Linked DNA regions of Mus musculus: region 1 is linked to region 2. The links are chromatin contacts, called in public capture Hi-C maps. All regions are on one chromosome and are shown on one strand. The core of a region is the stretch at or near the end of the contact, and the rest is flanking DNA. Distances in the headings are between cores, read along the strand shown. Region 1 has its middle 18 kb from the start of Gm12052. Region 2 overlaps Wdpcp (WD repeat containing planar cell polarity effector).

Region 1 (3,055 bases), core at 81-2,580, 1.0 Mb after region 2:
TCACTCACTCACACACACACATACACAATTTCTTCTTTCTTCTTTTTTTTAATTCGAGTGTGTGTATGTGTGTATACGTATGTTCCTTAAAAAGTCTTCGGAGGCTTGGTGACAGTATTATTTCTATCCCTTAGCAGGGCTTTTAGGAATGAAAGGGGTTTTTCCTCAACCCTAAGTGATTTGTAGCAATGCCTGGGGTGGGTTTCATCCAAAACACTGGGATCTGTGAAATGCTGCAGCTGTTTACAGTCCCACGGCTGCATCCAAGAATCCTTCACTAATCCAACTCTGCCTGTCTTAGGCCATACTATTCTCCCAAGGCTCACCTTCCAGAACGTGAAAACCTACAAAGGCAGAGGCCATGGGGACCCTTGCTGGAGGTTGGCAGCAAGGAAAGGACACATCAATAATTCCACTCCTTGGCTGCCAATGATTGGACTGTGGGTAAGAGTGGTATGGCAGCTGATCGGCTGGATTCACATCAAGGCGGTGGATGGCTAGCCAGCCTTCTTTGCTCACACACAGGCCCAGGCACAGGCCTGGCTAGAAGAATGCTCCATATTGCCTCTCCCCAGACTCAGGCAGTGACACAAGGCATGTGATAGCATCCGTCAGAACAAGTCCCTCTGGGCAAGAGTCAGTTCTTCGGCAAAAGCCAAGAGCAGGAGCACACAGCTGCCTTCAGCTGAAGTTGTCCTACACTGAAGGTTACAAGGAACAAGTTGTCCTTCCCTTCAGACGACTGACTTCCTTTTGGATGAAACATCCCAGCTTCTCCTGTCAGGAACATGCCCAAATAAAGTAGCTGCTGCAGCCTTGGAAAAGATTTAGCTCCACAGAGAAGCTGGGACCCAACGCCCACATGGGATTTTCTGGATTTGCCTTTCTTTCTCTCTTCCTTGCTTCCTTCCTTGCTTGCTTCCTTCCTTCCTTCCTTCCTTCCTTCCTTCCTTCCTTCCTTCCTTCCTTCCTTCCTTCCTTCCTCCCTCCCTCCCTCCCTCCCTCCCTTCCTTCCTTCCTTTCTTTTCATTATTATTACTATTAGTTCGGCAGCGGTCATTTGAGTTTGGCTTTCCAAAGCTGTCTGGAAAAAGCTGCCCAGGCTCAGCTGCTCAAGACTGAAATGGGCGTGATGGATGCAGCCGCAGCTCTCAGATTTCTTGTTGCAAGTTTTTCTGACCTGAGTCAAGTAACCTGTTGAGACCAGTCCCCTCATCTACCCAGAGGCCACTCAGCAAATGCTTAGCTCACACTCCTGGATTCCTGTGTGGAACAGTGGAGATAGCGATCTGGCTCGGAACAATTCCAGCTGTAAACAACGCACTTCCTGACGGCAGAAGCAGAGTCCTCGGGAAAATGGCGCGGGTCTGCCTGCAGCCCGCCCCCGTTCTGTGCTGTGGGTGATGCCCGGGGAGCAAGCCTGGAAAGTATGTCTGTTGACAGCAAGGAGAAGCGCTAAATAATCTGCCAGGGACAGGAACTGGCCGCTAGCTAGATTTTTCTACGTAGGATTATATTTTGAAATAATTGCTTCAAGATATTTTTTTAAAAACTTGGCTGGCTCAGGGAGACATTCAGATGATGGTCTGGGGCCTTCAATGTAAGCTAAGGCAGGCTTGTAGAATCATCACCCAGCACAGAAGGAAGGAAGCCAACAACTGGGGCAGAGAGAACGCTCAGTGAAGTGCGTTGGGTTTCCGGTGTCCAGAGTCAGTGTCAGACTGTGGTCTGCCAAAGGTCCTGAGAATCCAGAATGACTTCCCACATGCTCTGCTAGGGGAGTATTGGTGGGGAGGGGGGAGGGGGAGCTTTGGGGACTAGTGACAGAAAGGTTGTCAGCCTAGCCCCAGTCCACCTGGTCAGCTGACTCCTATTAGTTGATAACTCACCCTTGGAGTTACTGCGGAGAGCTGGGCAGCCCTCCCTCAAATGTCCCCTTGGCCTTCTCTCTGTTTTCTCAGGCCTCTGCACAAATGCCACCTTCTCAGGAAAATCTACCCTGTCTGAAAGGCTGATGTCCCCGCCTCATTTCCTAATGTTAAACATGTTGTCGTTCCCATTACAGTTTATATCGTCTATATTGTAACTATCTTAGCAGGAACAAAAATATTCTATTTTATTTATTTGTTTGCTTATTTTGGGACACGGTCCCATGCATACGAAGCCCACCTCAAACTCTCTAGTTGAAGAAGACCTTTAACTTCCCTGATGATTTTTGCCTCCACCTCCAACGTGCTGGGATTATGGGCACGTCACAACCGACACCCAGTTCATAGTTTCTTCAGTGTTCAGGATTGAACCCGGCTTCTTCTGCATGCCACACAAGCACTCTGCAAGCTGAGTTACATCTCCAGCCCCTGACAGGTGAAGCTATTCTAGACAATTCTGAACACACACACACACACACACACACACACACACACACACACACACACACAAGGTCCTGTATATCTCTCTAGTGAAATAATGGTCGCCATGAGATTAGAATCCCCCAAGATATTCATGCTAGGAGAAAGAAAGGATGGAGGCAGAGAGGAACATGGGTCCCAGAATGCTGTTTCACACAGCTCTAACAACTGCACAAGCCCACCTGGAGGACAGATTGGAGGTGTGAAAGGCAGGGCCACTCATTGCCCAGGACTGCTCAGCAGTGTGTACCGCGTGTCCTCTTATTAATCCTGAACTTCATGTCAGGACCCCACAGTGTGCTTGGGAGCTATGGGAGCTGTTTGTTCCTCTTGCTGGTGCGACCACACTGAATACATCTTTCTCTTCTCGATGGATGTTATTCACCTCTCTGATTGGCCTATTGAGAGGGGAGGGAGATGACCACGCCTAGGTTGCTGGACTGCCAGGCTGTGACCCAAAAAACTCTGGTAAGAATATTTTCCCCTCCAGCTAAGATGTCAAGTGCAAGAATGTATATTTTTACTTACAGTTGGGTCCAAGGGTTTTAGAAAAATGCATTCACATCATAAAGACTAGTAAATATTTACTGAATGTGTGAAGGAATCTTACATTTAGTATTGACTCACGTACCAAACACTAGTTATTT
Region 2 (2,857 bases), core at 110-2,609:
TTACAGGAGAGAGGGCTTAAGGGAGAGAGGTTCCCACACAGGTGAGAACAGCGGGCCTTGATGAACAGAGACAGTCTATGATTTTAGAGCTTTATTATAGAAAGGCAGGGGGGAAGAGAAAAGGTAAAAGAGGGAGAGACCAGCCATGGCCAAGAGGAAGGGAGGGGGAGAGAGAAAGAGAGAAGAAAGGCTAGAGAGTAAGAGGAAGAGAGAGGAGAAAGGTGAGGAGAGAAGAGAGGAGAGTAAGGGGAGTAAGAACAAGAGAGTAAGAGAGAGCAAGAGATTGTACAATCAATGAATTGCTCCATGTGTAGTACAATTTGAGGGTAGTAACATCAGTTTTGAACAGCAATTATTTAATCTAGATAGACATTACGTTTTCCTCACTATCGTGTAACTTTCCCCAAGTTCATCAGCTACTTGGCTTTGGCAAGAGAGTTCATCTGTAGCTGGAAGGTCCCAAGACTGTATGTCTCGGGAGTCTTCAGTCAGATGAGGTTTTTGGAGGAAGGCAGCTTTGTTGTCTGTAGGTCTCAGGAGATGGCGCTGGCTCAGGTGGATCTGTGGCAGTAGGTAGTATGTGGAGACAGACCTGTAGAGTAATTGTAACAACGGAGCAAAACACCAGTAGAGTATGTCTGCATAGGGTGGATAGCAAAAGTTATGCCTGCAATGGTTTGCTTAGAAGCACATCATGGTCCGTTTTGGATGGCTGAGGAAGAAAATATCATGTTAATTGTGTATCTGGGGTAGGCAGATAACAGTTTGTCTTTAAAAGGAAACTGGTTGGTAAGGATTGGATGAGTTTTGAACCTTAAAGGAAATTTTAAATATGTTGAAAAAAATTTTGGACATATATCATGAATACTAGAGAGAAAATAAGCACTTAAATAAAGAAGCAAGAAATTTTGGGTTGAAAAGCACGATTCAGGTGTTCCTGTAGGGGGAGCACAGCTTCTGGTGCAGTTTTCACAGGCTTAGCTGGATGGAGGGGGGAGTTGGGAGTGGGGTACGTTGTACCCTGCAGTTAACTTCCCCCTTTGTTTTTTTCTAGGAAAGCAGAAGGTGAAAGTTTAACATATAGGGTTAAGTGAGAGGCTTTTTAGCTAAGGTGGCTGTCTGGCCCGGTGGCACATTACCTCCACCCGCCCACGTAGCGCTTCTGCAGGCAGCCATGTTTGCTGGCCCACCACCTCATTTGCTGGCCCACCCGCCAACCTTTCTTTGTCTCCTGTGCTCCTGTCAGGGCCTGGGTCCATTGGTCGCTCACATGCAGGACTATGGCAGGGAGGGAGGGACAGAGCTCAGGGCACCACTGCCATTTGAGGAGGCAGAGAGTTTAGAGCAGGTGCTGCCTCTGTGCTGCTGGGCAGAGTCATTAGCATATTCACCGATCAAAGGCAAGGGGCTGCAGAGCCTGAGAGAGAGAGAGACAGGGAGATCTGGGAGGAAGCTGGCCAGGAACACTGGGGGGGTGGGGGGGGGTGGGGGGGTGGGGGGGGGTGGGGGGGTGGGGGGGGAGAGAGAGAGAGAGAGAGAGAGGCCTAGCTTTGAACTAGATCACTCATGGTCTTGGGAAACTTGGAGATCTCATGTAGGTCTCTGTGTTCTTTAGCTGGTTCTGTCTCGCATGGATGGTGTAACCATTATCTGCTACCATCTGTGGGAACTAAAAATTTGTTACAATAAAAGTGAAAATTTAATGTAACAGGACAAATAATTGTCAACAAAAATGAACAATAAAGAATTCTGTTCTATTCCTATTTTATTTATGTTTGAATTGGGAACCAATGTTAGCGTTCACTAAATACTCATCTATGCCTATTCAAATGCTATGATTTGCTATATAATAAAGTATATTTGTGGAAAAAATATATCCTGATTACACATTCTCCTTCCTCTTCTCCTCCCACTGCCCCCATCCTCTACCCCCCCCCCCCCAATCTGGTCTCCTTCCTTTCGGTCTCTCATTAGAAAACAAACAGGCTTCTATAGGATGAGATAAACCAAAGAGGAGGAAAAGAGACCAAGAGAAGGCACAAAAAAATGACTTATTCATATGCCCAGGAATCCCATAACAACATTAAACTGGAAGCCATAAAATCTGTTCAGAGGACCTAGTAAGTGCCGAGCCATGCAGTCCTTGTGCATGATGCTCCAGTCTCTGTGAGTTCATATGAGTTTTGGTCATGTTGATTCAGAGGGCCTTTATTCTTGGTGTCCTCCATCCCCTCTGGTTTTCTTTCTGTCTCCCTTTCTGCAGTGTTATCTGAGCTCCAAGGAGGGATTTGATAGAGATATCTCATTTAGGGTTGAGTGTTCTAAGGTCTTCAGCAATGATATCTTCTGTCTGTCTGTCTGTCTGTCTGTCTGTCTGTCTATTTAATCTGAGCTTCTACTGTACTAGGTTCCCATACTATTCCTCAAATGCCCCATAATTTTAGCTATCTATCTCTGTACTCTCCCTTTACCCTATCTCTTGATCCCTTCCAGTGCCCCCACTTAATAACTATTCTATTTCCCTTTCCTGACAGTATTTGCCTCAGTTTGTGTTTTATTTATATATTTCCACTTTGAATTCTTGGGGTGTTTTATTTATTTCTTCCACTGTTTGTATTTTTATAGAGGGTTTCCCTCTTAATTGATTGTTTATTGTCATTTTCATGTGAGTTTGGATATATATCAAAGTATCTGCATGCCCTCTCCCTATCTTCATTTGGATATGTTGCCAAGTCACTTAGAGCTAGTTTTTCTACCAAAGGAAACCAAGCATATGACATTTCTTTAATTCTGATTTACCATTAGCAGTAAGGTATTGTTGAGTTAATAGCAAGTTCTGGTTAAAACCTTCACTATA

Evidence for each region. Capture Hi-C pulls out chosen DNA fragments and counts their contacts.
Region 1: a capture Hi-C map of embryonic stem cells shows a contact between it and region 2, with 9 times the contacts expected there. The contact joins two enhancer-like sites. A contact is called at or near these places in 2 of 484 Hi-C or Micro-C datasets (cerebellar granule neurons and cerebellum), 4 of 115 datasets of contacts at active chromatin or transcription factors (embryonic stem cells and epiblast stem cells) and 1 of 9 other capture datasets (embryonic stem cells).

The regions. Positions count from the first base shown.
Region 1 is chr11:22,628,496-22,631,550 of GRCm38.p6, forward strand. No RefSeq gene overlaps it. Among named protein-coding and RNA genes, the nearest start is that of Gm12052, 18 kb to the left of the region's middle. Within about 2 kb of position 1,331, at least 106 of the 459 cell types and tissues checked have an H3K27ac peak or open chromatin away from gene starts, as enhancers often do. A contact at or near this core is called in embryonic stem cells, where this site is marked.
Region 2 is chr11:21,633,397-21,636,253 of GRCm38.p6, forward strand. The region is part of intron 1 of Wdpcp (WD repeat containing planar cell polarity effector); the gene reads left to right. Among named protein-coding and RNA genes, the nearest start is that of Wdpcp, 63 kb to the left of the region's middle. Within about 2 kb of position 1,360, at least 4 of the 459 cell types and tissues checked have an H3K27ac peak or open chromatin away from gene starts, as enhancers often do. A contact at or near this core is called in embryonic stem cells, where this site is marked.